Linked DNA regions of Macaca fascicularis: region 1 is linked to region 2. A link is a contact called in public Hi-C data. All regions are on one chromosome and are shown on one strand. Each heading gives the region's core, a stretch centred on a gene start, on an enhancer-like site or on the middle of the called end of the contact. The rest is flanking DNA. Distances are from core to core; before and after follow the strand shown.

Region 1 (4,026 bases), core at 892-3,391, 290 kb after region 2:
TATTAAGGGAAATACAGAACTGGTTTTCCAAATGCCTTGCAGACTGCCGGACACTGGAATGCTGTTTGCAAGCTGCTCACAAGCGCTACTACCTAATTGGAGCTCTGTGTATCTCTGAGCTTACAACCCTGGGAGACTTTTAAAAAACTGTTGTCGTTAGAACCTTCTATTTTGAACAAACGGGCTAGTAAGAACAAAACTAGAAGTGTCTCTTGTACAAAAAAGAGAAGACTTAGCTTAGAAAACCTGAACACACTTTAAAAAAAATACCAGGAGGCTTTTATTTTTAGATTTTACTTTTGTGTTACACATATATGTCATTTCCCACCTAAAGTGATCAGGAAGGAGTCTGAAGAATGAAGATAATTTTTAAATAACAAGTATTCTAATATTTGTTTATTCTGTGCCCAGGAAGCAGAGAGAACAACAAATGTGGTCCCTGTATTTTGTCTTTTTCATACTCTTTGCCCTGTGACTTCCTTTCTACTTCCTTATTTAGTCTGAATTTTAACGTGCAATATTCAAGTGGGCTTATAATGCTCATTTCCTTTCAATGAGATTTTCCAGTAAATGTACTGACTCCGCTGTTCACAGGAAATCACCCAGTTGGTGAGCACGTGTATAACTTTACCTTGATCTATAACCCGGGGTATCTGCCTGTCTCCGTGGCAGGATCCACCTCCTCTGCTGACAGGCTCTGTCTCTCTGTTTCTGCATTCATATTAAACACACAGAAGCAACATTTTACATTTTAGAAGACATTAATTGAACAATTGATATGTAATTTTCCTTCTTGCAAAAATAGATTATAACTATTGTTTAGAATAGCAAACTAGTAGAAAAATTTTTGGAATTATAATAACATAGACACATTTTTAAATAGTCGAGAAGACAAAACAGTCACAGAGAGAAGATAAGAGTAATTCCACAGAGTTTGCCTGGGAGGGGAATGGGTCTTGGAAGGAAGTCTTTAGAAGAAATATTTGCTGCCAAAGAGACTACTTAAAGAAAGGGCTCACCAAGGCTTAGAAATGAGAGAGAGAGGGCAAGAGAGAGAATACTCCACCCATCGGCAAGCAAGGAGGCAGATACCAACTTGCCCTGAGAATCAAGACAGCCTTGTCTGTACAGAATAAGCACAAATACTTCTCATGTAAAGGTATTTTCTAAGATGAATTTTTTAAAGGTAAAATGTTAAGATAGTATATGTCTCAAGAGTTTCTAAACACAATTAAGCATGAAGTAATCACAAACTCATCAGTTTATGCCCCTCTGTCATCATCATTATGAACATCTCCTTTCACTCTCAAAAATGGCTCTGACTGCATAATAAATGATACGGTTGTGCTGATCAGGAGGAGCGTTTGGAAACGGGACCTTTATTGAATGAAGTGTTACATCATAGAGTCCTATCTTTGCCGTTAAAGATTTCGAAATCTCAAGCTGAAAACTCTGAAATAATATTCAGTGTAGAGGGAGGGTGAATGTTTCTGTCTTGTGTTAAAGAAATATGCAAGGGGTGGCCTCAAGTTCTCATTTCTGACTTCCTTTTCTGGTAATGCCGGCCGGAGCGTTTCCAAGAAGTTTAATCTTCCTTTGTACAGGATTAAGAAAGGAACAAGGGACAGGATTTTTTTTAAACAATGATATGTGCAAGTCATTATTTAGAACATGACAAATGTACAGACATATCTTTCACATGAGCAAGGCAAATACAACTCACTTGGATTTTCCTGCTAAACGTATACAATGGGCTGCCAGAAGTTTCAGTCCTAGGAAAGTAGGAAAAACACCAAGGGAGGTCTCTGACCATTTGATTAAGTCTAGAAACTGCCATTGATAGAAAATTCAGCAGAGAGATTCTTATCTTTCTGTGGTTGTTATAACAATGAAACACATATGTAAATACTGATGTTGCTACCTAACCACAGCATTGAAATAGAATTCTTTCCTTATAGCCTTGGACTGCTTGGTCATCCTGAGAGAGTGCCCCTCTCTCAAATGTTCCCTCTACAACAGTGAGACTGTGATGAGAACAAATGCAGTTCAACAATCCGTCCAGGAGGGAGAAGCCAGGAGCTCCAATACTGACTGGTGTATGGATCTTCTTCAGTCTGATTCTTTCTAAGTTTCTTGCTAGTTCAGTGTCCCCTAGTGGTAACTGGCCTCATTAATGAACAGGCTGGTCACAGGAAATAGACTGGTAGACCTGTATAATCATGGTCTCGTTCATTAGTGTTTTATAATGAACATAAATTCTTAGGACCTACTAAGTACCAGGTAGTATGTCTTCTCATCAACCCTCTGAGTAGCAAATTAGCAACATCTAAAATAAGAAACAGAGGTTCTTACCTACAGACATAAGAAAACGGAGGTTCAAGGAGCCTAACGTGGCACAGCCAAAGATTGGTATGTTGTAAGAGTCAGAGCCAGGATTTGAAACTAGGATGTTTGACCCTTAGTCCTAATGTTGTTGTTGTTCTATTTGTTGATTTTTAACTGTATTCTCATGTTTCATGGTCCAAGATGACAGACATTTTCTAGATACAAATGCAGCATAGTGGCAATTAGGAGAGGAGGCTCAAGATCACTGAATCTCTCCTGCCTCACCTTTGCTGCCTCTGAACTTTCTGACTTTGTGAGGGTTGGGAGGGCACAGGGTAGAATGAACAAAGAACGGGCCTTATGTGGGCGCACCCAGGTTTACATCCTAGCTCCACCACTCCACCATTCACTCAGTAAATATCTATGGAGTACTAACCATACTCTAGGCCCCAGAGACACAGTGATACAGAACCGGGGAAATATTTTTCACTGTGTTTCTCATTCTTTCTGATCCCCAGTTCTGTAAACTCTAAAATTGAGGTGGGTATACCACTGAATATTTTTGGAAGGTGAATATTGAAAGTTATCTAACATGTTATGAAAAGAACGATAGCTGGTAATTGAGGGCAAAACGGTAATACTGATGGCCCAGTGCAAGGCAGCTTTTGCAAGCTGAAGGCAACTGATTGGTGCAATATCCTTAGAACCCTCTTTTGAGCTGGCTGTCTGCAGATATAATGAAATCTGTGTACCATAACATATTTTACTTAGCCAAGTCCTGAATTCTCTTTGTGACATTAAAGGAATGATTTGTCTCTTCATCCACTCCAAACTACAGAGGTGACAGTTTGTAATTGTGGACTTGGGTGTCAGTGTTGCCACAAAAACAAAAAAAAAAACTGATCTGTTTCCCAGCCAAAGGTTGGTGTCTAGATATTTGAGATGATGTCTTTTGAGGAATATATTTAAAAGACTGAATGGTAACATGTTTTTTGTGAGCAATATTCTACATTATAGTGATGCTAATATCATATTTACTTAGAACTTTGGGTATGTCAGAAGCATTTTGTTCCTTAAGGAACCACGTATTCCTTTTTCTAATACAATAATTGAGAAAACTAGCTTGGGAAACTAAAAAAAAAAATCACTGAATGTTAGAACATGAGCATAAGTTAAAGATTTTCTAATTCAACCTCCTCATTTTACAGACTGGAACACAAGTAAGATTATGTGTCTTATTCAAAGTAATTCTTTAATTAATTCATTCAACACGTATTTATTGTGTGTCTTTCATGCACCAGGTAGTGTCGTTCTACATGTTGGGGTTACAGCAGTGAGCAAAACAAACACAGTCACTGCTTTCATGGACTTTTATTCTAGTGAGAAGGGAGATATTTAATAAAAATTAAACAAAGAAATATATAAAAGGTCAGGTAATGCTAAATGTCAAAGAAAACATAATCAAGCAAGGTGAGGGCTAAAGGGTGATGAAGGGGAGTCCTTTCTTAGAAGCAATGTTCAGTAAAGGCAACATTTGAGCACAGTTCCAAATGAGGAAAGGGAGTGAACTGCATGGATATCTGGGGAAAGAGCATTGCAGCCAGAGAGAACAGTAAGTGCAAAGGCCCTGAGGTGGACTCCCACTTAAAGACCAAGGTGGCCAGAATACAAAGATGGAGGGCAAGAGGGGCAGGGAAATGT
Region 2 (4,588 bases), core at 1,371-3,870:
AAAATTTATACCTACCCTGGATTTAGCCATAGTTCTTTTTCAGTATCTACCATCTGTTACAATTTTGTTTTAACTATTCCCACTGACTTAGAAGACTTCTGGCTTAATTTGTCAGTTTTAAGGACTGCCCTATTTTTTTCTAGTTGGCTTTCTTGATATTGTGCAGTATGTAGCAGAATAAAGAGATTTTTGGGGTTTCTCATACTTTTAATTTTAAGCAAGTAACTTGAGTCAGCTACTGCAACTGTAAACTCAGTTTCCGGAGCCAAAATATGTTTTATCATAGTAACTGCCCTGCATGGCAGATTCACTACTTACACATACTTACATAAAAAGAGCAATTCCAGTATTAGCCATGGCATAAGAAAGCCCAAGGATTCCACTGCCCACAATCGCATTGCTCAGATTAAATACTGACATTCCAAAGGAAGTAGTACCTGGATGCTACATAGAGGGAAAACGATAACCAAACATATAACAATAATTAAATGGAGAAAACCAGGTTTGGGCAAGTTAGATTTGAATTCTAAAAGTAAAACTATTCTTTTACTCCATAAAGCCACTGACAGACAAATTATTATTTTTAACTTACAAATTCTGTTTCATACTTCTTCTTCCCCATATTCGATTCAAGTAAAAAGTTCTGGTTTTCAGGATCTACATCTGCATAATGGCTACAAAAAATACAGACATATATAATTGTAAACTGGATTGAAATATCTATCACTACACACAAGACTGCTTGAACATAAAATACCCCCCACCAGCATAGTTCTGATACAACACCTTTACTTAAATGTATAAATATTAACTAGGAGTTGACTTTCACACCACGAGCTATCTTGTCATTACAACAAGATAATCGGATACTCTTCCAGAGATGACACACATTCTCTAAATGCTATAGCGAATTAAAGCAATGGAAGCAAATTCCTAGGTAACTCCCTGAACCCAACCCATGCAAGCCGTTTTTTCAGAAGTGTCACAACTTCTCCCACCTTTTCAGAGCAGCTTGCTTGGTGGGGTAGGAGTAGTTGAAGTCGCTGTTGGAACTGTAGCTGCTGCTGTCTTCATCCGGGGAAATATTGAACCGTCCCATTTCGGCCTTCGTCATGCTAAGCACTGGGAGGAATCGGATGCAGCTAGCAGCGCTGGGCTCCTTTTGTCCTTGGCGGTGGGTGCACCGGCCGCGAGTCGGCCTGCGAAAGTAGAGGCGGCGCGTCAGGACTGCAGCGCCCGCCCGCCGTGGTCAGGTGACGCCGCGGGGAGGCGCAGCGCGGCTGATTCATCCCAGGCCAGGCGAGTGGAAAAGTACCAGCCGCGCGCGAGGGGCGGGGGCGCGCCAAGGGGCGGAAAAGTACAGACGGCTGAGCCGCGGAGAACAAAGATGATTCCACCGCTGTGCTGCGGCCGCCGAGGCCCCCTACTCCGGCAGATTTCAGTATTTCACCCTCTCTATTGTCCCCAGTCGGAGTGGAGGGGCCGAAGAGGGCTCTGTTTTGCTTTTTCCCAGCCGCTGCAAACGTGCACAGGCACTCAGGGCACACATGCAGCCCCGACCCTGGCTCGTGTGCATGCAACCTAGGCGCATGGCTTCCCGTTTCTAGCATTTGGAACAGCAATGCTGCGTAATCTGTCCTTTACTGCCTGGAGTCCCCACACCGGGAAATGCCTCGGCCGCACACAGCCTTCCCCAGAAGGAGGCGGAAAGGGCCGACACTACTCTCTCGAGGGGGGCGAACGCCTGGGCCCCGGGAGCTGGGGGTTTATTTACACACGCGCGCGCCAGTGCCCTTAAGCACACCCGTCCACAAGCAGCTGGCCCGCGAGTGCTTCGCCCGCTCAGCCCCTCCTATGTCTGGAAAGCAAACTGATGCAATATCGATCGTCGATATTGTCAAATGTTCTCAACTTGTCTTCCCCAATCTTGGCCTCTCCTATAATACATGCCCAAGCCCACCTCCGCCGCCCCCAGATTCCTGGTTCCCTGGACTTAATTTTTTTTTTTTTTTATTAAATGCAAATCAGTCACAAGACTTGCCGCAGCAGAGCCGCGGGCCAGGCTGGCTCCCCTCCCCCTAATGGGAAGATGCGGCTCCGCACCGGGCAGGCACGCGGCCCGGGCCCAGCGCCTGCTCTCCTGCCCACGTCGCGGGCGCGACCCCTGCGCGGCGGGCCAGGATGGAAGGCTGGCCAGGCCAACCGACAACGCCCGCCTCGAAAGGAAACGGACCCCGCGGTCGCCTTCCCGCGCGGCCCCTCCCGGAAGCCCCTCCCCCACTCTCGCCCGGGTCCCGCGCCCTCCCCACAGACACCCCCCCGCACGCGTTACCTCGGTGGTCTCTGTTCTTGTACCCTGGAAACCTCACGCAGACGTCTCCAGTGGGTTTCTCTCAGTCAAATACAAATCATAAAAAACAAACAAAAAATTTCCCCAAATCCAACAACAGGCAGGAAAAATAATTTTAATAAAAAAGGAAATGACAAACTGCCGCCCCAATCCTCCGGCGTCCGCCGTGTCAAAGGAAAGGCGCGAGTGTGCGGTAACGCGTGGTTGGGCTGCTGCTGCTGATAGCAGTACTGGAAAGGCGTTCACTAGGGCGGCGGCGTCGCGGGGCTCTGTAGCAGCCCTTTGAGCGGCGGGTTATAGCGGCACCCCGGGACGCGTCAGTGGGCGGGGCCGCGGCCGCCCGGGCGCCTTCTCTTTGTGTATCAACACCACCTGGGCCCCACCTCCGACCCGCCCAGCCCGAGGCCCCGCCTCCCTGCACCTCCCTCTGCGGCCCGCGCCCGCGGCCCAGCCCCGCCCGAGGGCGCCCCCAAGACTCTCCCGCAAAGCCAAAGCCCACTCTCTCCAGCTTCCTAGTCTGGAAAGACCCCCAGATGCTGCCGCTGCCTATCCTTTTCAGCCCGGGTTGGTGCTCAACACATGCGGTTGTCTTTGAGGAGCCATCTCCTTAAAATTTTCTCCTGTCCGATTCACCAGCAGTCCTTGCTTTGGGGGCACATATCAAGGCTTTTCGGGGACACCACCCTCCCACCAAACACTTTCTTGATTGTTATTTTTGTGATTTACAATGAGGTTTTGTCTCACAAACTTGGGCCAAGACAGCAACGTTGTCCTGATGGTTTGTTGTTGTTTCTTTTCCACCTAGACCTGCTTTCACTCTTCAAAACTAGCCCGAGGTCGGCTAGCAGCTCCTTTTCGGGATGACCTTTTTGTACGGCCATGGAAAACCAGACTAGCGGAAAGGCTACCTTTTGGCCAGCAAGCCAGACCCCTTAGAAGGAGGCCCCAGTAGGGAGCCCGGCGCTCCTAAGGCTGCTTGGGAGTCCCCAGTTTTCCATTCGCTGACACGTCGCTTCTCTTATCCCACCACCACCGCCCCCTGCAAGGGCACTGCCTTGTATGAATGCGGGTCTGAGGCGCTTTCTGCAGAGCCTGGTCCTTTCCCTTCAATGGTGATGTGGTCTTGCTGAGCCAGGCAACTAGGGGGGCCCCTTCACTGTGGAGAAAGTGGTGCTGCGGGAAAGGCAAGACTCACTCCCTTGCTGGAAACAAAGACCCCTTAGGAGAGAGAAATGTTCGTGGAATGAATGAACAAACAAGTTTGACCTACTGCTCTCTTCCTTATGGGGACGTGGGAGAAACTGGGCAGGGCACAAAGCAAAGGGCTGGGTGTGATCACAATTTTTGCTTTCAATATTTTACTGAGGAAATCTGTACAACTGCCTATTTCCGCCGCACATGAGGCTTCGGGTGCCCTCGCCTGCACCAGTGTTTATGATTGACAAGCGAGGGCCCGATTTCCCCCATCACACTCCTGTGTTCCCTACCCCAAACCTTCTAACCTTCTACTCCGCTCAGGCCAGTCTTTTTTTTTTTTTTTTTTTTTTTTGAGACAGAGTTTCGCTCTTTTTGCCCAGGCTGGAGTGCAATGGCGCGATCTCGGCTCACCGCAACCTCCGCCTCCCGGGTTCAAGTGATTCTCCTGCCTCAGCCTCCCGAGTAGCTGGGATTACAGGCATGTGCCACCACCCCGGCTAATTTTGTATTTTTAGTAGAGACGGGGTTTCTCCATGTTGGTCAGGCTGAAATAATAGTCATTCTTGCTTTGGTGGCCAACCTCCTCTCACCCCCTTAAATGCCGCTATCGCACAAGGCTTAGCCTTTGAGCCGCAGGAAAGCACCCCGCATGCCCCATAGCGTCCCTCCCTACTCTGTCCTCTTTTTGCAGGTACTATTTTCTAAAACAATATGGTGATGGACTTTTAAAAACCCATGCTGTCATGCACTCAAAATCATTCCAGACTATTTGTAGTATCATCTGCCCAAAGAGATTGTGAACTCCCCAAGGGCAGGTTTGGAATTTGACACACAATTAGGGCTGAAAAAACTATCTTCCTTCAACATACATTCCCCACTAAAATCAATCAACTCTTCTTGTCACAACAATCTTGGTAGTGGTAGGTTAGAGAGGAGTCCCAGGAAGTTTCTTTAGATCAGGTTTCAACTGATAACAATCAAAAGGTCTTAAACCACTTTTTCATTCCAGATGAATCTCTGGTCGTTTCCTCTGCCCAGTTA

The links. Hi-C and Micro-C count contacts between places; a contact is called where the count stands out from the background.
Region 1: a contact with region 2 is called in a Hi-C map of liver, with 2.8 times the contacts expected there. The contact joins the enhancer-like site here to the promoter of SLC38A2 in region 2. A contact is called at or near these places in 2 of 2 Hi-C or Micro-C datasets (liver and skeletal muscle).

What each region holds. Positions count from the first base shown.
Region 1 is chr11:53,373,125-53,377,150 of T2T-MFA8v1.1, forward strand. No RefSeq gene overlaps it. Among named protein-coding and RNA genes, the nearest start is that of SLC38A4, 160 kb to the right of the region's middle. Within about 2 kb of position 2,142, at least 1 of the 6 cell types and tissues checked has an H3K27ac peak or open chromatin away from gene starts, as enhancers often do. A contact at or near this core is called in liver, where this site is marked.
Region 2 is chr11:53,085,439-53,090,026 of T2T-MFA8v1.1, forward strand. It overlaps SLC38A2 (solute carrier family 38 member 2), which reads right to left and starts at 2,621. Exons shown (of 15, transcript XM_074006681.1): 1 at 2,333-2,621; 2 at 999-1,199; 3 at 593-674. The coding sequence starts at 606.